Regions from separate parts of the Mus musculus genome. Here region 2 is linked to region 1. Evidence: chromatin contacts called from public HiChIP or PLAC-seq data. All regions are on one chromosome and are shown on one strand. Each heading gives the region's core, a stretch centred on a gene start, on an enhancer-like site or on the middle of the called end of the contact. The rest is flanking DNA. Distances are from core to core; before and after follow the strand shown. Region 1 has its middle 35 kb from the start of Gm9725. Region 2 overlaps Inpp4b (inositol polyphosphate-4-phosphatase, type II).

Region 1 (5,944 bases), core at 2,182-4,681:
TAACTTTTATCTTGTGACTAGTTCGGAGTAATTAGCTCTCAGTTTAGTTAATCTTGTAATTTGTTTAATTTACATTCCCTTCAATATTTATTACTTTTCAGTCATATTGTTTCCAAGTTTATAAGTAACCATTGCATTTTTTAAAGAAACTGAATAAAGTATAACTTTTATCAAATAATTGTAGCCCCCCCCCAGCCCTTTGAAATATTATTAGTCTGGTTCCTTCCTGTCATTTGTGTAACATTCACAACTAAGCTAATTTTTCCATCATCTTAAAATAACAACTCATCTAACCTCAGAACTAAACTAGCTAGTACCATGTAATAGTCAAGAACTTTTCCCTGGAAGCCTAGAGTTATCCTCAGCCCTAGTTAAGGGCAGCCCTGGAAAGGAAGTCTGCTGTACTCAGCTGGTTCCATGCTCCCAGCCTCTCAGTTCTCCCCCATGAACTCTCATGCTCAGACAGAGGAAGAGTGCTTTCATCATTACATTAGTTAAAGAAGAATCTATGCTGTTATGGAAAAAAATCTCTAAAATAATGGCTTTAATAAGATAAAAGCTTATTTTCCCTCAAAAAGAAAAGCAAGAAGTCTAGATTCGTGAGACACTTAGTTCCATGAGGTCATTGGAGACCCAGCTTCCTTCTTCTTGCTCCATTACCTCAAGACTTTTGTCCTCATCAGTATTCTCCAGACTGGCTCGCTGTGATCCCTGCAATACAGATAGCAGGGAGGAGGAGGAGCCAGAAATGGAGACCATCCAAGACAGGCAGTTTCCTCTTTGGCAAGCGATACAAGTTTCATATCACACCTTCCCACTCTCTCATAGCACAAGCATCTCACTTTTTCTCTCCGATTCTGAAGCATCTTGCTTACCAGAGAAGTACTTTTAACTTAGGAATAGAAAAATATCCAGACAAGTCCTGATTAAGGGCTATGGCACAGTCCAAATGCCCAGCAAGCAGAGAAGGTGTGACAGTAAGAGCAGGGAGCATGCTGGTCACATCACATCTGCATGCAGGAGGCAGAGAGTAAATAAGAAGCAGGGCTGGGCTGTCAAGCCTCAAGATCCAGCCCCTGTGACCCATTTCTTCCAGCAAAGCTCCACATCCCAAGTATTCCACAGCCTTCTCAACCTTCTGCACCAATCAGAGAGAAGTGTTCAAATGCATGTGCCTGTGGGCACTTTCCATATTCTGACTACGGCACTTTTGAGGCACTTGACATATAAAGGCAGACAGAAAGGACCTGTGATCCAGAATAAACCTTTTCCCCCATAAGTTGATTTTGTCAGAGTATTTTATCACAGCAACAGGGGAAAAAATTTAAACCGTAAGCAATAACAAAACTGAATTAATAAAGATTAATAAAAATACATTTGTGTTGAGACATAGTGACACCCTTATAAGGACTGGAGAACTCCAGTTCTGATTCTCTATATTAAAAGTGAACTGTGTGTCCCGTCTGGCAAAGGGGTTGAAGCCTCAGTTGAGTTCTGCAACACGTGATGCTGCGGGCTCCTTAGCAACCTGCTACACTTGCTTTATGCTTTAATATTTCCAGAGCAAGAGGGAGCACTGCTGTGATGATTTCACAAAGACAGAGCAGACCTACTGCTCAGTAAACTTGGCTTAAAAACTGGCTGGACTGCATTCTTAACATAAATAGAGAGGCTGACCGACCTTATAAGCCTACTGGCCTTAGAAGCCAGAAGGCATTCTTCTAACCCCTCCCCCAAAGAGCTGCACTTTTCTCTCATTGGAAGTACATGTCAGGCCTCTACTCATAGACCTGGAAAATATAAGCAGTTTTCTGAGTCTCAGAACTATGCTCATGAGCAGACAGATTACAAAGTGAAACTGTATATGTGCTTGAATCAGAGTATTGTGGGGGAGCTGTGGCTAGAATGTTTTTATACAGCCTACTGAACTTTGCAAACTACGATGCACTGAGTGATTTGAATTTAGAATAAATTGGCTTTGAAGATTTCGTTGAGAATACATTAGTTCCAGAAGCAAAGTAAAAATGAAAATATTTCATTTTAAAGATTTTACTTTTACTCCAGAAATTTGGTCATAGAAACAAATTAAGTATTCAGATGTCAATCGTGCCGCCATTGTACTAACAGGATTGCCAGCATCTGTATGTAAACCTCTCTAATTAGCTGAATTGTGTAATCCAAAAACAAACAGTATAATGTGGAGTGAAAATTTCCAGTGTGTTCCCATGAATTAGCATAAGCAATGTCAGAAAGGCCAATTTCTTGGTCTTTCTTTCCACAACAGATATCCCTGATTTTAGATTAGAATTTGATGAATTAGCAAAATCATGGAGAAACCTAGGAACAGGTATGGTTGGGAGAAGGAGAAGAACTGGTATGAGTTGAGACCATTCTTATTTGCAAGAAACAATTCTGGCCTCAAAGTCAGAGATCCACCTGCCTGAGTGCTTGGACTAAAAGTGTATACCACCATTCAGAGCAAGAAACAATACTTAAACTAGGTTAGGTTAACAATAGATTTATTGACTAGAAATCTGCATGGCTGCAAGTCAAACAAGATCTAAGCCCACCCTGACACGAGCTAGGCAACCCATTGGGATTACCATTCCCAGGTTCAGGACCATCTCAGTCTAAGCTGTAGTGTGGAGACTGGCAGCTGTGATTCATAGAGAAGAGAAAACATTGCAAGGAAGAGACCTGATTAACTTAGGTTTCATGCACAGCAGGAAACTGCTCACTGGAGAGTTCTTGTATTCACCCCTGAGTCAGGCAGGTCTGGATGCTAACTCTACTAGGGTACAAGAGAAGTAGAAGTGGAAAGGTCGCTTACCTTTGTTACCAGCAGAAAAGAAGAAAAACTGGGTAACCACACACCCGGCTAGTCACATCGCTTCTCTTTCTTTAAGAGGCAGAAAGGAAAGGAGGGAGGGAGAAATGAGAATGATGGAAGAGAAGCGCCTTAGAGTCAAAATTAAATTTTTTTCTCTTTATTTGAAGTGTAAAATGAGGACTTTTTTCTTTATTTACAGAGACATGCATATATATTGAAACTAGAAGCAGAAAGATATCTGCACAGAATTTATAGGTATCCAGTTTTATTTCACATTAGCTTTTAGAGAAAGGTAGGTAGGTAAACAAAATAAGGGCCTTAAAATATCCATGTCATCACCCCTGGAATCTGACTATGCCATCTTCCATGCTGTCTTAGGATCTTGGCCATGGCAACTCTTATAAAGGAAAGCATTTCATTGGGGCTGGCTTACAGTTCAGAAGTTTAGTCCATTTCATCACGGTGGGAAGCATGGTGGCCTGCAGACAGATGTGAAGCTGGAGAGGGAACTGAAAATTTTACATCTGAATCAGTATGCAGCAGGAAGAGAGAGTGAGCCACTGGGCCTGTCTAGAGCTTTGAAACCTCAAAGCCAACTCTCCTCCTCCCTCCCTCCCCCATCCAGTGACACACTTCCTCCAACAAGGCCATGCCTACTTCCTATTAGCGCCCCTTCCTATGAACTTATGGGGACACTTTCATTCAAACCACCACACAGGACAAAGAGACTTTGAAAATGTGACTTAGGATACTTGGTCACATACAAGCAAAAATCACCTGGATTATTCAGGCAGACCCAGATCGATCTCTGCCATATTTAAAAAAAGACAATGATGAAGGAGGTCACATAGACATGTGGGTTTTGAACATGGGGAAAGAGTTCTAGGAGTTAGCCATGCAGATGATGTCTGACACAGGAAAAGCAAGAAGACATTGTCTTCTAGACTAAAGCTTTCAGAAAGGAACCTGGTTCTGCCAGCCCAATGAGACCCATTGGTCAGACTCCAGTCTACAGCTGAGAGAAAATAGATAATGTGTGTTATCTTCTGTCTTAGAGTTTGTGGTGACTTGCTATTGTACTGATAGAAAACTAACCTAAGGAGGCACAAACATAGATATAGGATTTTATTAAGAAAACACACAACACACAAAATCTGTATCATTTGCTTCTGGTGACAAACTGCAAAGTAGCTAAGCTCAGACCTTATTAGAGGATTCTTTGGTAAAAGAATATTATGTGAGGTATAAATTATACCATGTTCACAAGAGGTGTCAAAAGGTCAGTGGACAACTTTAGTTTTTTTGTTTGTTTGTTTGTTTGTTTTCTCTACTGACTCTTCTTCAAAACAGCCTATGTTGTGGGGAAAACTTTTAAAAGTTATTAAATCCTACAATAATTATACCTTCCCTTGGAGAACTTGAAGGTGCTTGTGTTAACAGGCTTAGGAGGGCAGGAGCCCTGATCAGGTAGACAACAGCCAAATGGGCTGTTGAGTTATGAGAGGACAGAGAGACTCAGAGGCATACACACCACCATTCTGAGCCGCCTGAGGAGCCCCCTAATCTTCAAGGACCTTGACTCAGGCCAAAGTGGGATTCATGGCTCAAATGAAATAGTGATATAACAATAATAATAATAATAATAATAATAATAATAATAATAATAATAATAATAATAATAATATAACAATATCAAGCCTAGTAGAGTTGGGAGTTTCCATTAAAGATAACATAATCCAGATTTTAAGCATAAGGGTTAGGAGAATAAGAGGCAATCATAAAGAAAGACATATCCAAGTGCATCTATTTATAATATATCCAACTCATACATGTTATTTCAGTGGCTCTCAAGCTACCTCTCAGTGACTAAGAAACCATTTCCTCTCTCTCTCTCTTTCTCTCAATGTGACAAGTGAGATGGATCAAGAATTACAAGATAAGGTAAAAGCAAAACTAACTAGGTTTGCACAACGGGTTTAGAACATGTACTCTCCCTGTAAATGGCCTTTCTGCTGGGATACCTGAAGGGAATTCCTAGGAAGGAATGCAGGACTTAAGTAGCTGTTAGTCGTGCTAAAATTCTTGTTTCTCTACTGGCCAGGTTCCTCTGTGAGGGACTCCTCTCTCTTCTCATGTCCCCATACATTTCCAGTCTTTCTAACCAGCAACAAGGCAAGAAGGCACTGTATAAGTCTGAATTCACACGTGTGGCTAGACTGGCATGTAAGCCTTTCTTCTGTCAGGTTCCAGGGGATTCCAAGAGTCATGCTTGGGACCTGGGCAAACAGTGACAGTGGGAATTATCCCTGTCCCTCAGGGAATTTACATGTGAATAAAACTCAGCTAGGACTATAAGGAGAGAATGGACGCCCTGAGAAGAGGAGGCTCTTGTTCAAATGTCAATAAATAGCCTCATTAGTCAGGCTAGATAGACTTTTAAAAACAAAACAAATAAACAAAAACAAAAACAAAAAAACAGAATAAAGAGCCATCCTGTAAGCCTGCGAGAGAGCCGTCCTGTACGCCTCAGAACCATCCTGTACACCCGGGCTATGGTGTCCTCAGCTCTGGGTCTCCTGAGGGTGGGAGCTTCATTTGTTCTATGTATTCTTCAGTGCCTGGCATTGGACTCCTGGTGGTGGTAACACATGGATTGTTCCACCTTCAAGAGATGCCTGGGTTCTTGCTTGGCTTGGAGCCATCCTAACAGAGCTACCTTGAACCTCTTCACTAACCGATCGGTTCCAGAGCCTGCCCTCCTTTGGTCTCTCAGTGTATACCAGCTGCTTAAACTGAGCCATGATCCTTACTGATGCTATGAAGATGCACGGCAGTGAGTGCTTTTCTCCAGGGGATGGCATGACATTATATGGCAAAGACATGAAGGTGATAGAGGAGGAAACTTTAGTACTGTGTATATTGTATCTCCTTCTTTTAAAAATTGTTATTTGATGTGTCTACATGAGTATATATGTGTGTACACTACATGCATGCAGTGTCTATAGCCATGTGGGTGCTGATAACTGAACCTGTGTCTTTTCACAAGCAAATGTTTGCACTGCTGAGGAACCTCTCTGGTCCCTATCTCATTCTTAAAGTGAAAACAAGAAATTC
Region 2 (5,699 bases), core at 3,032-5,531, 750 kb before region 1:
AATTATTAAATCCACACTAACACTCTAACACTGATCATTATCTGGTTCCATTTCACTTCCCATCCTTTTGACTCCTGCCTTCTGTTACACTCTGCAATTTGAGGTGATTTGTGAGAATAAGATAGCATATAGATAGAAACATATGCTAAGTATTTTCTAATACAAAATGCCATGAAATAATAGAAACTGAACTGAGAGCATGAAACATAGCATTCTAATCATGTGAGAAAGATTTTTTTTTTAAAAAAATGCCCTCATAAACCAAATTAGATGCCAAATAAACAGGAAGTGAAAATTTTTATCTGGGTGAATAATGATAATCAACAATGGTAGATCAAAGCCAGGGAGAGAAAAGAATGAGGATTTGCATTTATAAAACGTTAAAAGGCAGATTTTGGATCTGTTAAAGAAAAATGTGCTTTCCTAAATATGATTTCTGTTCTCACAACTCAGCAAATTTAAAAAAATTGGAGAAATACCTAGTAAAGCAAGTCACTGCTATCTAAATCACTATTTGCTGAAATCAGAGCCCACGTTTCAAGTCATAAACTGGTACACTGGGTAGCTTAAATGCGGGATTAGGACAGTCCAAGAGGAGAACAACTTCCCTCAATCAGAATCGTCTGAATCTGACTCAGGGAACGTGCACCTGGAGCCATTTATTCTCCCATTGACCAGGTTCAATTTCACAGCTCATCTGGATTTCATTAGATGCCAGGCTTGCTTGGAAATCTGCAATTGCTTTAATTTTCTATTTCACTTTGTGAACATGAAGCCCAGTCCTCCCTTGTAGAAATATTAAAACAACCTGTCTTTAAAGTAATGTGTAGTCTGAAAGTGCCTTGCTAACCAATTAATCTTTAATATGATAAAAATAGGTTGACTAATGACATTTCCCTTCATCTGATTCCATCATAAATGCCACTCTATTACAAACTTCTATGGTAAATAATGGTTTTCTTTGGAAAAAGGGAACAAGTTAAGTGGGAGCTATATAAAAGTGTATGTTACTTAACTTTCAAATTTAATTAATATTCACAAGTACATATTGAATATCTACCTTGTTCCTGTCTTCTGGAATGGGAATTCTTCAACTTTCTGCTGTGTAAATATGAGAGTTGTAAAAAAATGAGAACACACGTGATTTCAGTTTTCAGAAGAAAATACTACATATATTCAAAACACTTGATTAACCTTATTTGGCCAGTGCTCTGAGAAAAACCCTGGTCCTTAGTTTTCCTCTATGAGAGGTACTATCACCTGTCAGCATGTAGCCTTCTGAGAAGTCTCAGGTCTCCTTTGTACAGGGTTGTTTTGATGCTTTCTTTGATCTGGTATCTGCTTGGGAACACTGAAGATCCTGTTCCCCAATTGGTTCTTGATCCATCATTAAAAATGCTAGCAGCCAAGGAGCTGGGCAGCATAGGTCGGACTTCCAGTTTTCCCACTGGCAGGCTAGCAGATGCAAAGGAAGGAGAAAGAGCCACTAGCCACGTGAGATCTCAAGTGGAATGGCCCTCTGCTGCTTCTGTGACTGGGCCTGGGGTAGCAGGCAGGAAATTAGAGAGCAATGAGCTGAGGGCAGATTTAGGGTACTGAGCTAGGACTAAAAGTAACTTAGCAACCAAAGTTGAGGGCAGATTTGGAGGTGTTGAGCTGAGAATGTAAAGAAGAGCACAATAGCCAAGGAAGGCTTAGCAAACCCGGCCATTGAGCTAAAGCACATCAAAAATAAGCTAATGTGTGTGTCTTTCGTCTGCAGATACAAGGGAAACCAGGCAGGGCTGAAAGCTGTCTGACACACACAATAAAGATTGGAGAAAGTAAATTAAATACTTACTTGCACATCTTCCGGGGTAGGGAAGTGTCCAATAAAATTAACCTTTTTATTTTTATATGCACTAAGATAGATGCTGCTATTGTCACTCAATTGTCAATTTGAGAAACTTAAGACGAAAGTTAGTAAATTTCAATAAAATTTATTTAAATGATCCATTAATAGAACTATCCAAATAAATACATTCTGAATGAAGCACTACAACAATTTTCTGGTATCATGAACATAGACAACTGCAATGGAAATACAAAGCACTATGACACTGGGGAAGATTGAAACTGATGAATACTTTCACCTTGATTTAGCTATACTTAAACAAGGGTGGTTAATAAAAATGGGAGTATCTCCCAGAAAACACAGAGAAGCAGGGTTCCAAGTCCTAGTTTGAGGTTCACTATCCTCTTTATATGTCACAATAATTTATCAGTACCTTTAGCGAAATGAAAGAGGAGACGACTGTGAGGTGTTATATTTTTTTTAAATCTCTTGTGTTCTAAGAGACTGACACTTTTTTCTAGACCTCACAGCCAGAGTTAATACTACACTATGAGTTCACTTACGATTTAAGACTGCTATCCCATTGGGTTCTCAGTTGTTTGTTTAACCTGCCATTAAGAGACCCTGGGAACCACCAGCCTTACCTGCCTGGATTCCTCTGTGTAATCAGCTCTACCACCTAAGCTAATGACTAATTTTAATTTTAAATTGTGTATTCATCTATGTCCCTGACCCAGAGAGCAATGCATATGGATATGTGTGAGTGTTATGGTAATAGTTTGCTGAAAACAGCAGACAGAGTGAAATTGACCTTATCCAACAAATATCTACCATAAATATTGGGGAAAGCATATGGAAGATGCTTGATAACACAATGTTTGCAGTAGTGAGTTCTTTGGGGTCAGTTGAAGTAAATAACTTAATCCCTTGTTTAAAAAGCAACTGTTAAAGATTTCTGTAAAGCATCATTCCTCTCCCATGTGGTAGTCTCTCTGCCGTCCAATAACCGGAGAACAAAGTTTTTGTTAAGAGACTCACTCAGAGCAAACACAGACAGGTTACAGAAAGGCCAGCTACAAACTACAGACAGATGGAAAGCATAGGGAGAAATGGAAAATTCGAACTTGGACTCACTCTTGGGCAAATGAACCCAGGAAGAAGTCTGAAATTTCATCCCTTAATTTGACATGGAGGGTACAGAGACCTGTGATTCTGAGAAGGTTAACAGGACATGAGAAACACCATAACTCCAAATGCTGTCCTTTAATTATGAAGCAACAGGCACAATTATGTGACTGTAAAAGACCATGGAAAGCAAAGATACTCTTAGGTCCATCTTGGGAATAATAGTCTTCCATCCTGAAGTCTTAGCTTATGATACAGCAGAGGGTTGAGACCCACCCTACCCCTGTTTCCCGAGGGGATACCAGAAAGTCTGTACATTCATCAATCATAAGTCAATTATTTTCTATTAATTGTTTTGACTGAAGGTGAAAATAACGTGGCAATATTCACCTACTTAAAGAACTCAAGGCATTAGCATACAGATGTGCCAAGATAAGGTTTGATCAAAAAAAAGGTATTTCTGAAATATTTTCCTTTACAGGATAAATCAGATTAGTAATCAATTAGGAGTTAAAATCAGGTTTGCATCCATCACCAGCAGAGAATGATGGAGGAGAAGCATGGAATCAGTAGATGGAAGGCCTTTTGAATATCTATCTCTTTCTTACTTTCCTTTGCAATACTGGGGTTAACCCAGAATGTTAGGCATAAGAGACACATTTTTTTTTCCCCAATGAGCCAGGGCCCTGTTCAAATAATTCACAAGTGTCAATCTAGAATATAAGAACTAACTTCATCTTTCTAAACAGGAGTTTGATGATGGGCTAATTCAAGCAGTAATACTTCCTGCCTGCAGACCAGAAGTGGCCTGACTCAGGACAGCTATGCCTAAAATATCTCTAGTAAGGAATCCACAAAAGAGCAGTTCCCTGTAAGGCCACAGCAGGTCACCAGAGTAAAGCCATATTGTCCCCTGAGCCCCCAGAGTTCTCTTCACTGCCTCCTCCCAGGCAAAGCTACTCTGTTGGTGCTCAAAGGGGCTAAAAAACATTCACAGCCTGGGGATGCTGCAAACTGAAGGGTTGCTGAAGAAGCTGGTATTTAGCTCTCAGCCTTGCCAGCATCAGGAGTGGAGCAGCTGTGAGTTTTCCAGGGTTTTTTATTTTATTTTTTCAATTTTTTTTTACAACTTCTTCCCTTCAGCAAGAAAGATTTGTTGTTTCCCTGCCAGACTCCTGCTACATTTGTCTGTTTATTAGCTTAGCTGCATACTCTGTCTAGTAGCCAAGATCGTCATGGCGATAGCCACTTGTTTACAATCTGTGTTTAAATAAATTAACTCCCAGTCAATTATCAGCTACATATCTTTATTTCAATAGAAACTCCGACATCACAGAAGACAGGCCTCTTAGTGGAGGTAATCCCAGACAACAAGAATGACCAGCACAGAAGATGAAAGGAACATTGCAGGACCATTTCCCAAATCAAAGGAAAAAGAAATCTATTGTAAAAAGGGATGTTATTTTCACAGTTTCCCTCCCTCCACCCTCCCTCCTTCCCTCCCTCCCTCCCTCCATCCACCTTCCCTCCTCTCTTTCTCTCTCCCTGTAAGCAAGGTTGCTAGGAATCCAGATCTACTTTTTCATAGCAATTTAGCACCACACGATCCTGCAGATCTTTAGCTGAGTCAAAGGACTATCATCAAACTACTTAGAAAGACAGCAAGATTTAGACTAGCAGTCACAGGGATTGGTTCTTATCTCTTACAGAGACAAAAGACCAGTTCTCTAAAACATGTGAAGCACAGGCTTCTTTATATCATTAATAGTTTCTGAAAATATTCAATAATTTCTTACAATGTCTTTGAAGAAAATGCATGGGAGTAAAAAGGAATATAGAAATCACTCTATCAATCTGGTATTATAAAATATTTTCCATAACTGTTACACCCTCATTAATGTATTTATCACTACTTTATAATAGCAAAATAAGCATATTACTCACAAGCCATTGAGCCTCAACCATGAGTAGACCTCATGTGATGTAAACACTGGTTAAGTACTATTGGGAACCTTTCTGACAACATTGAAGTCATTTAAGAATACCTATTCCACTGTTATTTTTTCAAGATTTAAGAGAGCTAGAATGTTAATGCTTACAAAATTATGGTTTTACTCTCAAGATTAAATTTGCATTTCTTGTTGCAAAGCATTTTACCAATCTTCTCAATCTAAGCTCCAAGTCCAGAATGGAAAGAAGGGCCTGAGACTCCCCAGATTATGTTTCCACTGTCACAACTGTTTCTTCTTTAGGCTTTCTTAATAGGGAACGTCTGTAAACACTGAAAGATGCTGTCTCTCTCTCTCACTGATCACCCTTCTGCCTGTCCTCCCTGCAGTGGCGCTGAGACCACCTGGCAGTATTTCCAGCGCTGCAGCACTATTCCAAACCTGCTAGGGCCACCCCTGGGCCAGCCTTTCCTGCTCCCTATGTGAAGTCTTTGCTCTCAGGCCTCAGCCAGGGTTACTGCCAACACTCATTGGATATCAGTTAAAGCCAACTCCACTGGTCATTTCCTTCCAAAGTCCAAGTGTTGGTAGTGTTTCCTGTTGTCTCCCTTCTGTTGCCTGGGACCTCAATGTCAATTTAAAGGGCTCATTTGACATTTTCTAGAGCCACAGGAGCTTCTGGCATAATAAATGATTCCTTTAAATACTGTATTCAGATAGGTAGTGTGGTTGCCTTCTCCCTGGGCAGGAGGACTGTGATAACTCTCCTAGAGAGTTAGAGTAGTTGCCAC

Evidence for each region. HiChIP or PLAC-seq counts read pairs in DNA pulled down with a chosen protein or histone mark.
Region 2: a contact with region 1 is called in a RAD21 HiChIP or PLAC-seq map of pro-B cells, with 21 times the contacts expected there. The contact joins two enhancer-like sites. A contact is called at or near these places in 1 of 39 promoter capture datasets (the C10 cell line), 1 of 15 datasets of contacts at CTCF or cohesin (pro-B cells), 30 of 484 Hi-C or Micro-C datasets (B cells, the Ba/F3 cell line, the CH12 cell line and 19 more) and 2 of 115 datasets of contacts at active chromatin or transcription factors (astrocytes and large pre-B cells).

The regions. Positions count from the first base shown.
Region 1 is chr8:81,064,443-81,070,386 of GRCm38.p6, reverse strand. No RefSeq gene overlaps it. Among named protein-coding and RNA genes, the nearest start is that of Gm9725, 35 kb to the right of the region's middle. Within about 2 kb of position 3,431, at least 4 of the 459 cell types and tissues checked have an H3K27ac peak or open chromatin away from gene starts, as enhancers often do. A contact at or near this core is called in pro-B cells, where this site is marked.
Region 2 is chr8:81,810,758-81,816,456 of GRCm38.p6, reverse strand. The region is part of intron 7 of Inpp4b (inositol polyphosphate-4-phosphatase, type II); the gene reads right to left. Among named protein-coding and RNA genes, the nearest start is that of Gm25267, 340 kb to the left of the region's middle. Within about 2 kb of position 4,281, at least 48 of the 459 cell types and tissues checked have an H3K27ac peak or open chromatin away from gene starts, as enhancers often do. A contact at or near this core is called in pro-B cells, where this site is marked.